Linked DNA regions of Xenopus laevis: region 2 is linked to region 1. The links are chromatin contacts, called in public Hi-C maps. All regions are on one chromosome and are shown on one strand. Each heading gives the region's core, a stretch centred on a gene start, on an enhancer-like site or on the middle of the called end of the contact. The rest is flanking DNA. Distances are from core to core; before and after follow the strand shown.

Region 1 (5,465 bases), core at 1,444-3,943:
TTTTGGTCCTGCCAATAAAGCTCATTTGATTTGATAATGGATGTATGGATAGAGAGAGAGAGAGAGAGAGAGAGAGAGAGAGAGAGAGAGAGAGAGAGAGAGAGAGAGAGATAATGGATGGAAAGAGAGAGAGATAATGGATGGAAAGAGAGAAAGAGAGAAAGGAAGAAAGAAAGAAAGAAAGAAAGAAAGAAAGAAAGAAAGAAAGAAAGAAAGAAAGAAAGAAAGAAAGAAAGAAAGAAAGAAAGAAAGAGAAAGAAAGAAAGATATAGATGGATGGATAGATAGATAGATAGATAGATAGATAGATAGATAGATAGATAGATAGATAGATCAGAGTATCAGCTATTGTCTAACAATATTTCATGTAAACTTGGTGTAACGATATATTGATGACATTTTGTCCCTATATCGCATATACATAGTGCCAGTTAGTAGTATGTCAGTGCATAATGGAGAACACAAGTGAAAGATAATGAAATAGAAAGTTACAATAGATGAGTAACAAATATTCAGTAGAAGACTCAGGGATATGGGCAGCCGGCGGCAGCTAAATAATATATTGAACATGTGAATATCAGAAGTGATTGGGGATTATCGGCAGAAAGAGGGGCAGTTGGGTGTTTAGTGAATTCGCGTAGAACATTAAGGTCCGATCCTCCTGTATAAGTGGAGAATATTTATATTTATATATAGTTGTGTCATTTATTCTTATTTGCTCTACACTGACCTCGTTTTTGAAGTGTGAGTTACATTGAATTCCTCTCCCAACTACCCCTTATAATATCTCTTAAAACTCGTGGGTTCAGCGCCTCACAATCTAAATCTAAATCGAAAGCAGATCGGGTCGCACTGATTTGTCCTTGTCGCTTGTTTATTTACAGTCAACACATTTCTCGTCCCCAAATAAAGGGTTAAAGAAAACGTGACATTTGTGGAGTATGAAAGGGTCGGGGGGGGAGACAGCAGCTACTTTGGTATTTCTTGCTCACAAGACATCAAAAGAATTCTTTCTATTGCCCTTGGCTTTTTTTTTTTTTTTACAGAAAAACTAGAAATTCACTTTCTACACAAAGTCCCTGCGCGATTCCTATCAGAACTTATAATGCGGCGGAAAACTAAAATATTTTGGCGCATTAAATCTACGCGGCGTTTAAACGCAATGGGCGAGTTGTAGACGATTAAAAAAAAAGAAGTGGAGGTGAAATCATTTGTTTATTTGTTTGCAAAAGTCTCGCATTAATCACCAGGGGCCATTGTCAATGTCTAATTAAGTGCAGCACGAGGAAATCGTTTTATTTCGCTGCGAGCTCTGGGGTTGTAGTGATTCCTTAATCCCACACACATAACACTGTGACACATACACACAAATATACACACATAACAGTGTGACACATACACACAAATACACACAGTAGTGTGACACAGAGACACACACTCACAGCAGTGTGACACATACACACAAATACACACAGCAGTGTGACACATACACACAAATACACACAGCAGTGTGGCACATACATACACGCAGGACCGCCATCAGAAATCGCAGGGCCCCATACGACAAAATTTCCTGGGCCCCCTGGGCTGTGCCCACTGCAAGCCCCACCTACAGGTCCACCCTCCCCACCACACAGTAAAAAAACAATAAAAATATTGGTGGCTAGGGTTCCCACATGTTAGTAAAAAATAAAAAGATATTGGTGGTCAGGGCCCCCCATAAAAAAACATTTGTGTCCAGGCCCCCCCCCCATTAAAAGATATTGGTGGCTAGCACCCCACATGAGAAAAAAAAATTGGTGGCCAAAATTGGTGGCCAGGGCCCCCTCCCTCCCACCCACATTATAAGAAAATTGGTGGCCAGGGCCCCTTAAACGTCCATGCCTTCCCGAAGTCAGCAGCTCTCAGAAAGGTGGGGGGGCCGGCTAATCAAGTAAGTCTGGCGTGGCCGGGGCCCCCTTACCCTTGGGGCCCCCTACAACTCTCCCCCCTGTCCCCCCCTGATGGCTGCCCTGCATACACGTAACAGTGTGGCACATACATAAAAATACACACAGTAGTGTAGCACATACACACATACACACACACACACATAACAGTGTGACACACACAGCAGTGTAGCAGATACACACAAATACACACAGTAGTGTGGCACATAGACACACACACACATAGCTGTATGACACATACACACAAATACACACAGCAGTGAAGCAGATACACACAGATACACACAGCAGTGTAGCAGATACACACAAATACACACAGTAGTGTGGCACATAGACACACACACATACACAGCAGTATGGCACAGACACACAAATACACATATAACAGTGTAGCACATATACACACAGACACACACAGCAGTATGACACACACACATATAACAGAATGACACACACACACACACTGTTTGCTCTGCAAGTTTAATTGACACTGGGGGGGGGGGTAAGTTTTAGTCAGACTTCCTCCAGCCCAGCCCCCTTGTCTGATCACATCTAGTGATTCTCCAGCAAAGCCCCCACGTCACTCACAATGGGGCAGAGAGACCCCGGGCTCCGGCTTCACGCGCTATTTCTCCTCCATTGTTGCTGTAAAGTAGTCGCGTAATATTAATAGTCATGAATATAAATGATTGTGAGGCGGTGCAGAGAGACTGAGGGAAGGGGCAAGTTACAGGCAGTGTGTGTCTCGCCTTGGGTGGAACAGGAGCAAGAGCCGGAGCTCACAGGCACCAGCAGATAAAAAAAAACCCATAAAAACTAGACAGAGAGAACAATACGCGGTTTTGCTATTTTTGGGGGGACATACTTTGATGGATAGTCTTGGAATTATCTCCAGCAGTGTCGCCCGATCTTTTCATTTGATTTAACCGTTTGCAGCAAGTTCTCCCTCCGCACAGATGTTAGTCCACACCTATTCAGCTATGGTGAGTCGCCTTCATTTTTTATTTCATTTTTTTTAATCTGAAATTTCCAGGGTTTTTTTTTTTTTCCCCCTTTAACGCCTTTGGCTTTTTGTTTTTGTAATTTTGGGCAATAATTTGAGTTTGCAGCTGCCTCTGGATTCTTATTATCGGTGTGAGGTGGAGGGGAAATAAAAAAAAAAAAAGAAAACTGCCTATTTATTGCCCTTGGCAGTTTGGACTCTAGTTATGTTTAAACACGGTTTTTTCCACTTTACTTTCTTTTTTTATATCCATGAGATTGTTTTTCTTTCTTTTTAGGAGTTTCTCGACATCCGCAGGATTTTTTTTTCTGCCTCTCTTTTGCTCTTTTATTTGTTTTTTGATGTATTTCAAACAAAAGCGATTTTGTCGTTCAAAAAAAAAATCTGTGATATTTTCCCTATTTAAAGCGGTGACAATTGCAATGACACGGGGATTTTGATTTCACACTTAAATTATTTGGCTTTATTCTATAAAATCTTTCTTTCTTTTTTTTTTTTTTGCTCTAATTCCTGGATCACTTTGGGTGACAAACCGATTGGACACAGAATAGATGGGAAATTAATTTTCCTTAGGAAACTGATTGTGACACAGTTAGCTGGAAACTGGAGTAGATTTTCTTCTTCTTCTTCTTCTTCTTCTTCTTCTTCTTCTTCTTCTTCTTCTTCTTCTTCTTCTTCTTCTTCTTCTTCTTCTTCTTCTTCGTAGTAGTAGTAGTAGTAGTAGTAGTAGTAGTAGTAGTAGTAGTAGTAGTAGTAGTAGTAGCAGTAGTAGAATTGTTATTATTAGTAGTAGTATTTTTATTATTATTTGTGTTCTTCTTATTGTTATTATTAGTAGTATTATCATTATTATTAATATTATTGTTATTATTATTAGTAGAATTGTTATTATTAATAGTAGTATTTTTAATATTATTGTTGTTATTCTTATTCTTATTGTTATTATTAGTAGTATTAATATCATTGTTATTAAACGTATTGTTATTATTATTATTAGTAGAAGTAGTAGTATCGTTATTATTATTATTATTATTAGTAGTAGTAGTAGTATTGTTATTATTATTAGTAGTATTTTTATTATTATTATTGTTGTTATTCTTATTATTATTAGTAGTAGTAGTAGTAATAGTATTGTTGGTATTCTTCTTCTTATTGTTATTAGTAGTAGTATTGTTATTATTATTATTATTATTAGTAGCAGTAGTAGTATTGTTATTATTAGTATTATTATAAGTAGTAGTACTAGTAGTAGAAGTAGTTTTGTTATTATCATTATTATTATTGTTATCATTAATAATTAATCTTGCAACTTGTCTTTGAAAATCGATTCTAAAACTGTAGAACATCACTGGGAAAAAAAGGGAAAACTGAAATTAAAACGACACTGTAAAACAGATATTTGTGAAAACAAATTTGTTTGAAAGAAAGTGCTGTTCTGATTTATAATCAATGGGGGTTTAAAGTTATTTGCTGATGGCTGTGCAGCAGTAGGTGTTTATTATCAGTTTCTGTTCCCTGGTTCTGACACTTGAAACAACACAGCAGAAGTCATTTCTCCTCCGGGTTTGATAAAGGGATGGATTGTGCTACATTGTTTCGGGAGTCAGAACCAGAAGTGCAGAGCAGATTTTTGTAGACAGACAAGTGATTGCAATGGATATGGGATGTGCTGTGTGTGTGGGGGAGAGAAAGAATGAGCAATAATGTTGCAGGTGTGAGTTGTAAGTGACCAGTCCTTCTCCATTGCAGGACCGCCATGATGGTGTCCCCAGTCACAGCTCCAGACTCTCCCAGTTGGGATCTGTCTCCCAAGGACCCTACTCAAGTGCCCCTCCGCTGTCTCACACCCCCTCCTCGGACTTTCAGCCTCCCTATTTCCCCCCTCCTTACCAGCCACTTCCTTATCACCAGAGCCAAGACCCCTACTCTCATGTCAACGACCCCTATTCACTGAACCCCCTGCACCAGCCCCAGCAACACCCGTGGGGACAAAGGCAGAGGCAAGATGTGGGCTCAGACACTGGATCTCTGTTGCCCCAGCCCAGGGCTTCACTCCCCCAGCTTTCTGGACTGGATCCCAGGCGGGACTACCACTCAGTCAGGAGACCAGACGTCCTTCTACATTCAACCCACCATGGCCTGGACTCTGGGATGGGGGACAGTCTGTCTCTGCATGGACTTGGTCACCCAGGGATGGAAGATATGCAGGTGAGATGGAAAGGAAAAAGAGGCTGATATACATTAATACTAAGATGTAGCACTGATGGTTTAATTTCTACAATTTGTATCTGGTAAAAGAAAATACACTCACAGTTCTACATAGTGAAGGTTATGATGAAGAATATGAGACCGAAGTTGCTGTTAAAATATTTACTGCTGGGGGTCTAAGCCATTACTAATGGTCTTTCAAAGGTCTCACTGTTATTTAGTGGTATCTGCAGGATATTTACTCCATGGATTGTATTTAACGGATTGTAGACTGAGAGTTCACTCTCATTCTAGGTAGGTAGAGA
Region 2 (5,465 bases), core at 819-3,318, 560 kb after region 1:
CCCCCATTGACTCCAAAGAATTTGGCATTAGAAAATGCAGGGAAAAAATGCCCATTGACTACAATGCATTTGGCATGAGAAAATGCAAGAAAAAAATCCATTATTGACGCCAAAGAATTTGTCATGAGAAAATGCAAGAAAAAGAAGGCCCATTAAATGCATTGCATTTGGCATGAGAAAATGCAAAAAAAAAAAACCTTTAATTGACTTCAATGCATTTGGTGTGAGAAAATGCAAGAAAAAACACCCATTGGTTCCAAGTATTTAGAATAAGAAAATGCAAAAGAAAAACAATCTCCCGTTGACTCAAATGCATTTGGCATGAGAAAATGCAAGAAAAACCCCCATTGGTTCCAAGCATTTGAGATGCGAAAGAAAAACATGGCATGGCATGATAAAAAGCAAGAAAAAAATTCCCCATTGACTCCAAAGAATTTGGCATGAGAAAATGCATGGAAAAAAATGCCCATTGACTGCAATGCATTTGGCATGAGAGAATGCAATAAAAAAAAAAATTAAATTGACTCCAATGCATTTGGCATGAGAAAATGCAAGAAAAAATACCAATTGGTTCCAAGCATTTGAGAAAAGAAAATGCAAAAGAAAAACAATCTCCCTTGACTCCAATGAATTTGACATGATAAAAAGCAAGAAAAAAATCCCCCATTGACTCCAAAGAATTTGTCATGAGAAAATGCAAGAAAAAGAACGCCCATTAAATGCAATGCATTTGACATGAGAAAATGCAAAAAAAAAAACCTTCAATTGACTCCAATACATTTGGTGTGAGAAAATGCAAGAAAAAATACCCATTGGTTCCAAGTATTTAGAATAAAAAAAAGCAAAAGAAAAACAATCTCCCGTTGACTCAAATGCATTTGGCATGAGAAAATGCAAAAAAAAAAAACCTGCCCGTGGAATCCATTCTCCATTTTGTGGATATTTCTGCAGTTTTGCAAATATTTCAGAGATGCATGGCAGCTTTTCACTAACTGGCACACTTACAACATTGCTGGCACAGCAAACACCTCAGTGCCTTAAATAATGGATTAAATAAATATTCATTTACAATTCATGGCTCTTATATTACAATATGATAAATATGTTTTTTTTTGGACCTGAAATTCTGACTTTTACCATTTTACTTAATAATTCCAAATATCCTAGGGAAGTCTTAAAACCCTTTGGCCGCTTGAATAACTACATCAGGGGGCATATCCGATCATGGGGCATATCCGATCATCATGGAGCATGTCTGATCATCATGGGTCATATCCGATCATGGGGCATATCCAATCATCATGGGGCATATCCGATCATCATGGGGCATGTCTGATCATCATGGGGCATATCAGATCATCATGGGGCATATCCGATCATCATGGGGCATATCCGATAATCATGGGACATATCTGATCATCATGGGGCATATCCGTGGGACTGCAAATAGCACAGATGTTCTGGTTGGCACCTGGTGGCACTTGCAGGGAACAGGGCACAAATGAATGCTTTATAGTAGCACAAGAGTATATGTAGCTGGATCACTATGTGGGAGCCACAATGGGGACAATGTGATGCCCATTGCCGTGCCGTAATATTTGGTGATGCAGTGAGTTGCTGTAAGCTTTCCAATAAGATTGTTGATGACATCACTGATGCACACACTTGCTGTCTTCCCATAGCAACCTAAATCTCTCCATATTCTCTGTGTAAGGTAGATAGGATCATACAGGGTTACATATTCACCTGTTTTGCACTGGTGTTAACACTCTATGGACATGTAAGAAGATCCATAAACCAGCCTAAATAAAAATCCTATACCATTTATTTGTTTAACTATAAATTTCCTACACATTTGCAAAAACCTTTTTTTTTTATCTTGCGTTGTTTTTGTTTTTAATAAATTAGTCTCTGAGCATGTTGATGCATCAGGGCTGATCCGTGGAGCTACTTTACCTCTTCGGCCGGTTAATAAATTAAGAATGCATTGATAAGAGATGCAGTACAGCAGCCTGAGGCTCTGAAGGACTAAAATTAGGATTTGCTGCTCACTTATCATGCCAAAGAGCCCAAACAGGGGGGGATCGATAGCAATCCTTTCAGCAGATACACGCACATGTTTGTAGACAATAGGGCTGGAGACACATTGCAAAATGAGCCTTTCCCTCTAGCAACAAAAGCTGAATTGTTCTCAGACCTTACAGGGTTTTCTAGTATTAGTAAATATTCAGCAGGAACCAGTTATTCCCTATAAGACCGAGCTGAGAATTCAGTGATTCATCAACAAATCATCGGCCATCAGCCCGGGAGACAGAAGCAGATGAATCAATGGTGACCCACATTACTGTAAATCTATTTTATAAACGACGTGTAACCAATAAACCGTATCCTCGGATGATCTCTGCTTCTGCTCATTTTCTCCATGTCAGTTTCTAGATGTATCTGTCCATCTCAGGTATTGATACAATGGCACCTTTACCGGGGGCTACAAATTAGCCGTTATGGTGGGTTCTGTCTTATCCATGCATGGTTCTGTAACCCATAGCAATCAAACAGACATTTAGGGGATTATGTAGGTGCAACGTTTGCTACAGGTGGTGGTATCAGCAACCTGTCAGCTGGTAGTTTATATTATTCACTTGACTAAAATTATTTTATTGGCTGCTATGGGTTAGTATACATGTGCCTTGGTGTTATGCTATATATGGTGGTTAGGTTCTACTGTACTGGAGTGGTTGCTTTAAGTTTCAGGTTACTACATATGGGTTGTTTACAGAAACCCTGGAGATTACAAATCCAGGGTCTGGGGATTACAAATCTCATCAGAGCACATTGTGGAAGGGACAAGGTAGCACTGTCCTTACTGCCCACCATAAGTCTTAATGATGTGCAAGTTAGGGGATGGGGTGGAAGTGGGACATGCATAAGTAAACCCCCACCCACCTTTCATAAATACATCTCCAATGAATGAAGGCATGGTGGTATTTAGGGCCAGGCCAGGCCGGCCAGGCACCTTAGGCAATCCGGCAGGGCATACCTCCCCCGCTCACACGCCCGACCGCAATAAATGGGAGAGCAATGGAGGGAAGGGAAGACAGGAGAATGCAATGGAGGGGAGGGCGGAGAATATGACGAAGGGGAGGGTTACATGACGGAGGGGAGGGTGACGTGACTGATGGGAGGGTGACGGGGAGGGTGATGTGACTGAGGGGAGGGTGATGTGACAGGGGGAGGGTGATGTGACTGAGGGGAGGGTGATGTGACAATGGCGAGGGTGATGTGATGAAGGGGAGAGTGACGTGATGGAGGGGAGGGTGGCGTGACGGAGGGGAGGGTGACGTGACGGAGGGGAGGTGGTGGTGGTATTCATGGTGGGGGATACCCAAACCCCACTATATTCATCCCCAGAAATTCATCTACAACTATAACCTCATTAAAGTGGTTCTTTACCTTTTAAATGAACTTTTAGTATTATGTAAAGAGTGATATTCTGAGACAATTTACAATTAGTTTTCATTTTTTATTATTTGTGGTTTTTGAGTTATTTAGATTTTTATTCAGCAACTCTCTAGTTTGCAGTTTTAGCACTTTGGTTGATATTAACCCTAGAAACCATGCATTGATTAGAATAAGAGACTGGAATATGAATAGGAGAGGCCTGAATAGAAAGATGAGTATTAAAAAGTAACAATAACAATACATTTGTAGCCTTACAGAGCATTTGTTTTTTAGATGGGGTCAATGGCCCCATTTGAAAACTGGAAAGAGTTGGAAGACTATGCCAAATAATTTAAAAAACTATAACAAAAATAATGAAGACCAATTGAAAAGTTGCTTAGAATCAGCCATTCTATAACATATTAAATGCTAACTTAAAGGTGAAACACCCCTTTAAACCTGCCAGTAATATCAGAGAAGGATAAAAGGTTCCTTCACTTCAAAAGTCATTTTTAGGGTGGTGCCCACCATCATATTACTGCTTGGTAACTGTATTAATTGTATTTATGAAGGAAGGTAGGTAGTTTACCGTTGGTAACTGCACTTCAGCCCCTATTTATGAATTATTATTTCTGATAGTAATAACTGATTACAGTTTCAATTCATATAGATCATGCCAAATTTCCCACATACACAAACCTGAAAATTCTTAGCCTTGTGGCCTTATTTCAAACCTTGATTGGACCATTTTCTAAAGAGCAGAGTCCTCTTCAAACATTAAACCTTTAAATAAACTTTTAGTATGATGTAGAGAGACAATTTGCAATCATGTTTTATTATTTATGGCTTTTGGGTTATTTAGCTTTTTATTCAGCAGCTCTCCATTTTGCCATTTCAGCCATCTGGTTGCTATGGTCCACATTAGAGACAAGAGACTGGAATATGAATAGGAGAGGCCTGAATATAAAGATGAGTAATAAAAAGTAGCAATAACAATACATTTGTAGCCTTACAGAGCATTTGTTTTTTAGATGGGGTCAGTGACCCCTTTTGAAAGCTGGAGAGAAAAAGGCAAATAATAAAAAAACTATAAAAAAGAGAAAATGAAGGCAAATTGAAAAGCTGCTTGAAATTAGCCATTCTATATCATACTACAATTGAACTAAAAGGTGAACCAAGCCTTTTGCTTACGGAGCTGAATCGTTTTGGTGCTTTGGGCATTACCAATAGTTGCATATAGAGCGTCTGCATCGGTCAATAATGACCTTAGATGCAGACAAGCAGAAAATGCAGTCTCTCCACTTACCCCATCCCCTCTGCCTTTAAATAACCCTAAATGCTAAATGTATAATTGCCCCTATACCAATAGCTAAAATGCCAGCCGTAATGCCCAGCAAGAACAGCAGAATTGCAGGTACCAGCCACAACTGAAGCACAATAAAAAACACAGTATATTGTTAAAGAGGCATGGAGGGTGAATATCTTTTTTTCCCCCAACCCCACTTAACTACATGCACATCGCTTCCGGACACAGATAAAGAAAACATTTTCTTGTGATGATTTTGTGCCTGCAAGGAATCAGGCAATAAATAAATGGGGCAATTATGGGCAATGCACTGTAATTACCAGGCATTTATAATCTGCAAACACATATTTGGCTGTGCTATTAGAACAGAGCACATACAACACTGCATATATTATATACAGTATATATGATGCTTTGTATGTGCTACTGACTACTTTCCTGGATTATTGATGGAAGATCTAGATGGTTGGCCTGTATAGTGAAAATCATCGAATATGCTTTTTAGGGGTAATGTAGAAAGAGGTGCAAAGTTTGCATGGGATCTAATAACCCTCAGCAGATAGTATTAACAGTCACCTCTTTGAAAGCAAATATATTATTGGTTGCTATGGGTAACTAGGCCCACTGCATACAGTGTAACTTTTATTACATGACTCCATGGAGAATGGGTTGACCAATTCTGCCCTGGGGCCCCCCATCATCAAATGGGCCCTTTGCGGGG

What was found. Hi-C and Micro-C count contacts between places; a contact is called where the count stands out from the background.
Region 2: a Hi-C map of the XTC cell line shows a contact between it and region 1, with 7 times the contacts expected there. The contact joins the enhancer-like site here to the promoter of tfap2b.L in region 1. A contact is called at or near these places in 2 of 4 Hi-C or Micro-C datasets (the XL177 cell line and the XTC cell line).

The regions. Positions count from the first base shown.
Region 1 is chr5L:161,138,316-161,143,780 of Xenopus_laevis_v10.1, forward strand. tfap2b.L (transcription factor AP-2 beta L homeolog) reads left to right here and starts at 2,694. Exons shown (of 7, transcript NM_001094232.1): 1 at 2,694-2,932; 2 at 4,702-5,160. The coding sequence starts at 2,906.
Region 2 is chr5L:161,700,068-161,705,532 of Xenopus_laevis_v10.1, forward strand. The region is part of intron 36 of pkhd1.L (fibrocystin); the gene reads right to left. Among protein-coding and RNA genes, the nearest start is that of pkhd1.L, 96 kb to the right of the region's middle. Within about 2 kb of position 2,069, at least 3 of the 7 cell types and tissues checked have an H3K27ac peak or open chromatin away from gene starts, as enhancers often do.